Regions from separate parts of the Mus musculus genome. Here region 2 is linked to region 1. A link is a contact called in public Hi-C data. All regions are on one chromosome and are shown on one strand. The core of a region is the stretch at or near the end of the contact, and the rest is flanking DNA. Distances in the headings are between cores, read along the strand shown. Region 1 has its middle 23 kb from the start of Gm36548. Region 2 overlaps Cdk6 (cyclin-dependent kinase 6).

Evidence for each region. Hi-C and Micro-C count contacts between places; a contact is called where the count stands out from the background.
Region 2: a contact with region 1 is called in a Hi-C map of bone marrow-derived macrophages, with 2.5 times the contacts expected there. The contact joins two enhancer-like sites. A contact is called at or near these places in 2 of 484 Hi-C or Micro-C datasets (bone marrow-derived macrophages and ventral hippocampal neurons) and 1 of 115 datasets of contacts at active chromatin or transcription factors (thymic regulatory T cells).

The regions. Positions count from the first base shown.
Region 1 is chr5:3,245,327-3,249,506 of GRCm38.p6, forward strand. No RefSeq gene overlaps it. Among named protein-coding and RNA genes, the nearest start is that of Gm36548, 23 kb to the right of the region's middle. Within about 2 kb of position 1,860, at least 17 of the 459 cell types and tissues checked have an H3K27ac peak or open chromatin away from gene starts, as enhancers often do. A contact at or near this core is called in bone marrow-derived macrophages, where this site is marked.
Region 2 is chr5:3,492,412-3,496,591 of GRCm38.p6, forward strand. All of the region lies in intron 5 of Cdk6 (cyclin-dependent kinase 6), which reads left to right. Among named protein-coding and RNA genes, the nearest start is that of Fam133b, 49 kb to the right of the region's middle. Within about 2 kb of position 2,115, at least 161 of the 459 cell types and tissues checked have an H3K27ac peak or open chromatin away from gene starts, as enhancers often do. A contact at or near this core is called in bone marrow-derived macrophages, where this site is marked.

The DNA.
Region 1 (4,180 bases), core at 610-3,109:
GAAATAAGGTTTCATTATATAGCCCTGTGTAGAGGAGTTTTCATTCAGCAACATAGCTGCTCTGGCAAAAGATCACATCCAAAGACTTTCTAGGTCTATGTGATCCAGCTGGAATACAGATATGCCACACATCTTTAGTCCCTCTGGCTGGAATACATACATGCCCTTAGTACATACTTTTAATCCTAAATAATGATGTCTAATTGAGGAGGAGCAGACAATGTGACAAATCAGAGAAAGATTTAACAAAATGAACCAGAGATAGGATACTCCCAACCCTCATGAGAACAGGCAGAAAGGAGAGGCTACTTAAGAGCAGCACAGGGTGTGTCAGGAGGGGAGGGCAGTTCAGGGGGTGCATTTCAATTGAGTTCAATGCAGTGCAGTTTGGTGCAGTTCACTTTAATGCAGTTAGTGCAGTACAGTTTGTGGAATTCAGAGACAGTTTTTCCAAGCAGACCAATTCAGTGAGAAGCCCAGAGAAGCCAGTTTGACAAAGTCATCTTGGAGAGAAGTCTGGGCCATAACAGCTGAGTTGAACCAGCCGGCCAGAGTTCAGAAAGAACTAGAAAGGGTGGGCTTATTCAGCAGCAAGACAAGAATTACATTAGGTAAATAAAAGTTAAATTTACAGCCCTGATTGGCCTACATCTCTCATGGATAAGGATGACCTTTAATTCAGAGATCCACTTACTTCTGATGCCTGGTTGCTGGGACTAAATGTGTGTGCCACAATGCCAGACCTAATTATACAATATAAATATATATATGTGTGTATATGTGTGTGTGTATACATGTGACACATTTCAAAAACTTTCAATGCCCAAGTGAGCTCAGTGAAACTTTTTTTAGCCTTAAATGCTTTGAGTTCTACCATCATTGCATTCTAAAAATTAATCTGCACATAAGAAATTGTTTATAAGGCAGAAATTTCCTGGAATTCTCACCTGTGGTGCTTGCAAGTTTCCAGATAGAGGACTCTTTTATTCCATAGCCTACACACCAGCCCTGACTATAGCTAAGCAACGGGGGCTGGAGTTCCATTTCTCCTGCCTAGTGATAATAAACTCTGTATCCTGATGCTCCCGCTGAGGGGCCAAAAGGGACTGAAGAAAGGGTCTAGAAGGCTGAGGAGCTATGAAAAACATGTTGTAAAGATTTCCTTATAAGCCAATAAATAATTTACAGGAAGGGAATTTAAGAGTTAAAAACTGGGTCTGCAGAGATATTAAGTTAGTGAAGAGCTTGGTGAGCAAGCATGAAGACTTCAGTTCAGCTCTCTAGTACTCATGGACACAAACCAATATGATAGTTTGGGTCTGTAATCCCAGCTCTGGAGAGGCAGAGGCAGATACTGGAAGACCCTTGGGCTCAATGGTCCATTAATGTAGCCGTAGCAGTAAGTTCTGAGGCCCTGTTTCAAAAAACTAATATGAAAATCTACTGAGAAAAATACCCAATGATAACCTCTGGCCTCCACACACATGTGCATGCACACATGCATTCATGCACACACACACACACACACACACACACACACACACAGAGAGAGAGAGAGAACGAGAGAGAGTTAAAATATTATAAGCCAACCAATGATTTTCAAAGAAAAGTTTACAATCTATTTTATTTTGAATGTTACTAGAACAGGCTATAAAATTAAGGCTCAAACCCCTGGCAAAGCTCTAGTTACACACTCTCTTGCCAATTATACTTCCCTTCAGTTGACAACTAGTCACTGTCTGTCTTCACACAGGAATAAAGTCATGACACAAGACTCAGGACAAATGTTCCTCAGCATCTTGAGGACGGTTGGAAGGCATAGCTTCAGGAGCACATGTATGTGTGAGTGCACTGCTCACTTAAAGTCCCACACTGACAAGCAGCAGAGTCATTTGTGTAACTCCACTGGCCTACCTTACATAGTTTTCCTTCTCTCTTTTTTTTTCTTCTTTTTACTTTTTTTTTTCTTTTAAGAAGAAAGCATGCATACGGCTCAGCCCTGATCAGACAGAAGCCTGGGGAATTATCTACATGTCACAGGAAATCCTTTTCTAATCAGAAAAAAATCTTCGATGAACATCTCCTGGCAGAATTTGGCAAGGAGTCCCAGGAAATTTACTGTACTTGCTTTTGGTCTTATTATATCAAGACTGCCAAAAGGGAAGTGATACCAGAACTCCTGAGGCCCCAAATGAGTTATTATAAGTAGGCATTTCTGGGCTATGTGTCACATGGTGGCAGGCTAAGAGTGGAGGGATGGTCTCTCTCCCCAGCCACTCCCATCATTCCACACTCAAAACCTTGAAAATTACTGTGAGCCATGTTACTGAGCACAAACCACGGAGAAAGAGGTTTTGTGCCTTAATTAGATTGATATATTTTCTAAAAATATTTTTGTCATTAAATTCCCTTGAGTGGGTTTATTAAAAGAACATTTAGTGTGTGTGTGTGTGTGTGTGTGTGATTTTGGAAGTAATGGTTGCTTAATTTTAGAGAAGCTCCAAAAGCCTAAGAAATAAATGAAAATCATGTGTCATTCTGTCAAACAGACACAACCAAATGTTAATATTTTTTATTATTTCCTTTCAACCATGAAATGGAAAAGAGAAAGTTGCCACAATTAGGATCATATTGTATTGCATATGTATTTTCTGCTTTTTTCCCCATTTAACGTGATATCATTCACTTAAGATTTGTCTTCTTCTGTGTTCTGTCACTATACTAAAATACTTTAGACCAGGTAACTCTATTGTTTAGTAGAGGTTTGTTTCGGGGTGGGCATCTGAGAACTCAGGGCCAGCATCTGTTTAGCATCTGGTGAGAAATTCCTTGCTGCGTTATAATAGAGAAGAGAATATTTGCACTAGTTACTTATTGTTATAACAAATTCCTAGTGGAATCAATTCAAGACTCGTAGTTCAAGGAGTAGACTTTATTATGGCAAGAAAGATGTGTAGTGGGAGGAGCTAGTAACTATGGATGCAGAGGGAGGGATGGGGTCTTTAGCTTTCTGTAATGTTGTTTTCCTTTCATTCTGTTAGCTCATGGAATGGTGCTACCCACATTCAGGGCAACAAGGAAAGCCCCAACCAAGATCAGATCTGAACCCAGGCAGAGAAACCATCAACCCCTGCACCAACATGTCCAGTATCTGGAGCCTCTGGAGACCTCATCTACAGCCCTGCCTCCCCAGCTCTGCGGCCTGCAGCACATTTAGCTTCTCTCTCTGATTGGCACCACTGTGCCTACAGCTTTCCGTGTTAGACATGCCACAGTTCTGACATCTCAACCATCCCAAGGTCTCTATTCAAATGTAGGCTTTATCCTCAGAGCTTCATGGGGTGGCCTGGTATGGTGTCCCTGCAATGGATTGAACCCTAACATGTAGCTTTCTCAAATGCTGGTGTAAACCTCTATGTGTTTTTAGCTTGCATAGACAATCCTGCAAGTAAACTGAGCACTGTATGGAGGCTACCGCTAAGTTCTATCGCCAGCTCAAGATGTAATCTGGCCACTTCTACCACAGTTGTAGTTTGACTCTCCAATGATCGTCTAGACATTCAGCACCAAGCCATCATTTCTGAAACACACAGCACCTTAGACTGAGCAATTTCCAAGTTCGTTCCAACATTCAATTGGCCAATGTTAAATTATCTGACCCCTATTGTGTAGGGCAGTCTAACATATTGCCTTTTACTATGTGTGTAATAGTTAATATGGGAGCTCTCAGAGACTAAGCCACCAGCCAAAGAACACACACAGGCTGGATCACGGCCCTCAGCACATATGTAGCAGATGTGCAGCTCATTCTCCATGTGGGCCCCCCAACAACTGGAGCAGAGGCACTCCCTAAAGCGGCAGCCTGACTGTAGTATCTGTTCCCCAAGAGGGCTGCCTTGTCTGGCCTCAATGGGAGAGGATGCACCTAATCTGGCATAGACTTGATGTGCCAGGGTTGGAGGAATCCCAGAGAGGGGCCACTCTCTCAGAGGAGAAGGGGAGGGGAGGCAGCGTTTGAGATATAAATAAATAAATGAATAAATAAAATTTAAAAACAGAATATCAAACAATGAAGAACACAAAAGGTTGGTTCTGGCTTCTATAAGAAGTCAAGACGGTCAAGTGCCACCTAATTATCATATTTACTGACTGGACAGTAAAAAACAGAAAAACTCCTTTT
Region 2 (4,180 bases), core at 865-3,364, 250 kb after region 1:
GAATATTAGGTTAGTCATTAAAGGTTAATTATTCAGGAGTTAGAGGAAATACCATGATGTTCGGAAACCAAGGAGTAGAGGTGTCAATTTTTTCCATGAAGAGGATCCACAACCATTCTCCTGAAGTCTTTTTAAATGGGTCATTTAAATTGCGCACATTCAGAATAATCACAATTTAAATATTCTATGTATTAATGGTCTTCTCTCCTAAGCTGTAAATGGCCACTGGTCCCAACCTCACGTAGCTCGGAAGCGTCTGTCCTCAGACATAAAATGCAACCAAGTTGTAGCAGCAAAGGACTCTGGTCCTCCACGCTGTTCCTCTCTTCTGTTTGTAATGTTGTAAATCTGCTGTTTGGAAGAAATCTGAAGACCTGGGCTGGCCGGTGCTAAATGAACATTCCTTTTGATCTTAGGGTGAGTGCCACATCCAGCCGTTACTCTCAGTCACTGATAGGAAGAACTGGACGCACTCCCCTGTTGGTTTGGTTTTGTGTGTGTCTTGGTTTTGCTCAATAGCCTGTGAGGACCATGTTTGGCCTCAGCTTCTCTAGGACCCTCTGGGCCCAACTTATCTTTCATCGTCTTTCCTAATTCCGATACCGTAATTCCACAGGGAAGAAGCCAGTATCCCACTTGGATGAACTCTGCGGCTAGCACAATGCCTTCCTTCTTATCCCTGATTCTGAACTGGTTTTTCCCCCTGTATTTAAGAGCAATGAATGGGAAAGTCCAAGCCTTAAAAGTAAAGAACCTCACTTATATTTATGATGTTTTCTACACAGTGAAGGGAAGCACCCTTTAGCAAGCACGTGAAGCCCACGCTGTCCTCGTAGGACAAAAGGGAAGACACCTCCTTTAATAACTGACTTCCTTTTTTTCTTTTAAAGATTTGTTTACTTATTTTATGTGAGTACACTGTTGCTCCCTTCAGACACACCAGAAGAGGGCCTCAGATCCCATTACAGACAGTTGTGAGCCACCATGTGGCTGCTGGAAATGGAACTCAGATCCTCTGGAAGAGGCATCAGTGCTCTTAACCACTGAGCCATCTCTCTAGCCCACTGACCGACTTTCTTTTACCCTACCTGGTCAGCCTGGCAGGGCAGGCATCATATTGGTCTTCCCGTTCTGGGTTCCCTTAAGTCAGCACCGTGAAGAACAAGGACATCCTGACCTGCCATGTACTGAAAAGGCAAAGAAAAAGACTTCTGAGTACTGTGTGGCCAACCCAATCTACTGCTCGGTGGACCAGGAGACGCTGGCTCCTCATTATCCTGTTACAACCAGCGAGTGAGAGTTACCTGGCCTTTAAAGCATGCTTATTGATGGTATTTGGCTCGTTGGTTTCTCCTTGAGTCAGGCTGAGTCTCCATTATGGAACAGTCCCCTGCAGCCCCGTGTGTTAGAACATTTGGTTCTCACCTGGTCTGCCTGTTCTGAGAGGTGGTGGGACTGTGACCTGGCTAACAGAAGTCATTCATTGAGGCTGGAGGCTTGCATCCTACCGAACACTCTGCCGATGTGAGAAGTAACAGACGCAGCCGTTCCTGTCCGCCTTCCTCACCGTGATGAGCTAGCTGCCTTCCCCGAAACCAGGAGCCAACATAAATCTCCCTCCAGGTTACCTTTCTGCCTCTGAGTTTGCCTATTGTGGTGATGAAAGTCACTGGCGCATGTTCACCAGCAGTCACCTGGCATTATCTGGAGGACACAGGACAGTGAGGCGGTGGTGTGAGCCAGCTTTGCAGCCTCCAGTCCCCTCTTGTATCACTTCCTACCTGGGTGACTGTGCCCAACCATCCCTCGACCTCAGTCTCAAGTATTAAAGCGAGAGCACTCAAGCGTAAATCCCACACAGTGGTGCAAAACGGCACTCATGCAGCATTTGGCTTTCTCTTCTGGATTTATATACTCAGTATCGGTGATTATGTTGTCTGTGTTGCTACACCATCATCTAGAGCAGGATAGCATTATCATTGCTAACATCAGGCATGAGAAGAATTCGAAGTCAAAAAGTCTTGGGCCCTGCAGCACTGAGATCCTAGACAGTACCCCAGTCCTAAGTATCAGACTTAAACTTGGGCCACAGCACACTAAACAGTGTGGCCGGGTGACTCATTAATGAAGTCATGCCTAGTCACTCTGGGGCTCTTCCTGGTCCTGCCCCATCTGCCCCACCACAGCTTCTGCAAAGGCCAGAGCCAAGCCTAGAATCTGGCAAGACACTGAGTACACAGATGAGGTCCAGAAAACCTATCTAATAAGACTCAGAAACCAGGTGGGACTGTTTGGGGCAGAGGCCCACAGACTGCTGGGCAAGGTGTTAGGGGCTTCTTGCCTTGAAACCCTGTTGCCACAGCACTTCACAGAGTGGCGAGCATAATCCCCAAGGCCATTGTAGACTCTTGTTCTGAGCCACAGGAAGAAATGCCTCACATTTAGCTTGTAGGGGAACTCCGAACAGTCAGCAAGAATTTCTTCTGAGAAGGACAGAAATGACTATCTCCCTGCCATTCAGTGTCTTCAGCCTTCTGAGACGGGAGCAAGCACACGTTTGTCTATGAGACCAAGGAGCACAGAATGTGCTAGAACTGTGTCATGCCTACAGCTGTGTCTCTGGCTGACTGGCTTCAGTCAGGAAAAGACCAATGGTTGTCTGTGGACCGTCACTAGACACTGCCTTCCAAACTGATTGATGAGACAGCTGTGCCCTGTCCCGTCTCAAATGGAACTCCGTGCAGAGATCCCTTTTATTCTCATATTTCTGAAGCATGTTGAACCAGAAAGCTGCATTTGAAAAAATAATAACAATATAAGTTGGGTGTGGTAACACATGCCCGTAATCTTAGCACTTGGAGGGAGGAAGCAGGAGCAGTAGAAGCACAACTTCAATGCCATCTTTGGCTAACTGGCTTGTTTGAGAGCAGCATGGGATACTTGACATCTAGCCTCAGGAACAGCCTTTAAAAGTACCTCATAATGTGTATATTATATATGTTATTTTATGTAAGGTTGTTTTTGATTATGTGTGTAGGGTGTATGCACCTGAATGCTGATACCTACAGGAGAAAGAGGCATCTGGCCCCCTCAGAACCGGAGTTATAGTCTTCTGTGAGCTTCTGTGGGTACTGTGAGCATGACACACTCTTAAGGACTGAGCCATCTCTCCAACCTGAGGTTGACTTTAATTACATGCATTGCATACTCTCATTTGACAGCGACAATGTGGTTATTATAGAACATTTTAAAAATACAGGCCTAGAGTGTTCTTTTTTGTACCAGAAAGTAAAGACAAAATTTTGCAAATGTCACAGGTTTTAACTTGAAGGAGTGGGTACATACCTCTGAGGTATTTTGGATATCAAACTACATAATTATATTAAACAATTATAAGCCATCAAATAAGATCAAGTTTATACTGATGTAAAGAAATGGAAGATAAGTCACTGTGTTAGGGTAGAAGAGATGATGGTGTTGGACATTTGATAATTATTATTTTAAGTTGAAGCTGAATATAGATTTACTATATTCGATCACTGAAATGTGATGCAGATCAAGAGGCAAACATAGTCTCAAAACATGTCTCTTATGAGAGTTCTTTTATAATAAGAAAAAAGAAAAAGATAAACATAAACTGTTGACCAAGAGACGGTCGTTGGTGTTTTTCAATTGTTTCCCATAACACTTTAGCTCATGAAATACCTGTAATCTGTTTCTCTTTTATAAAAACAAATCATGATGTGATTGGTATTTAAATATTCCTGACTATTTGTTACACATATAGGTAGAACGTTTGTCAAAGTGACATTTGCAAGAACTCTTTTAGGGAGGCCTAGATGCTCGGTCTGATAACCAGGGTCTTCTGCCTTCTTGCGATTCCCTTGGGTCTGATTCCTGGGGTTAGTGAGTAAACATGCGACCTTAAGGCTTTGTGCATGTGAGTGTGCATGGAGGTCAGAGCCAAGGACCATCAGTGAACCTGGGGGTCACTGATTTCAACAGACTCGCTGGCCAGTGAGCTCTGGGGATCTTCCTGCCGGCGCCTTACCAGCGCTAGAATTTCAGGTGCTCAACACAGCTCTCTTGGCACCTTTGCAGTGGCCCTGGGACCTGAACTCGGGTCTTTTTGGCTTGTGCAGCAGGCACTTTATAAACCCAGCCTCAAAAGCATAAGCCT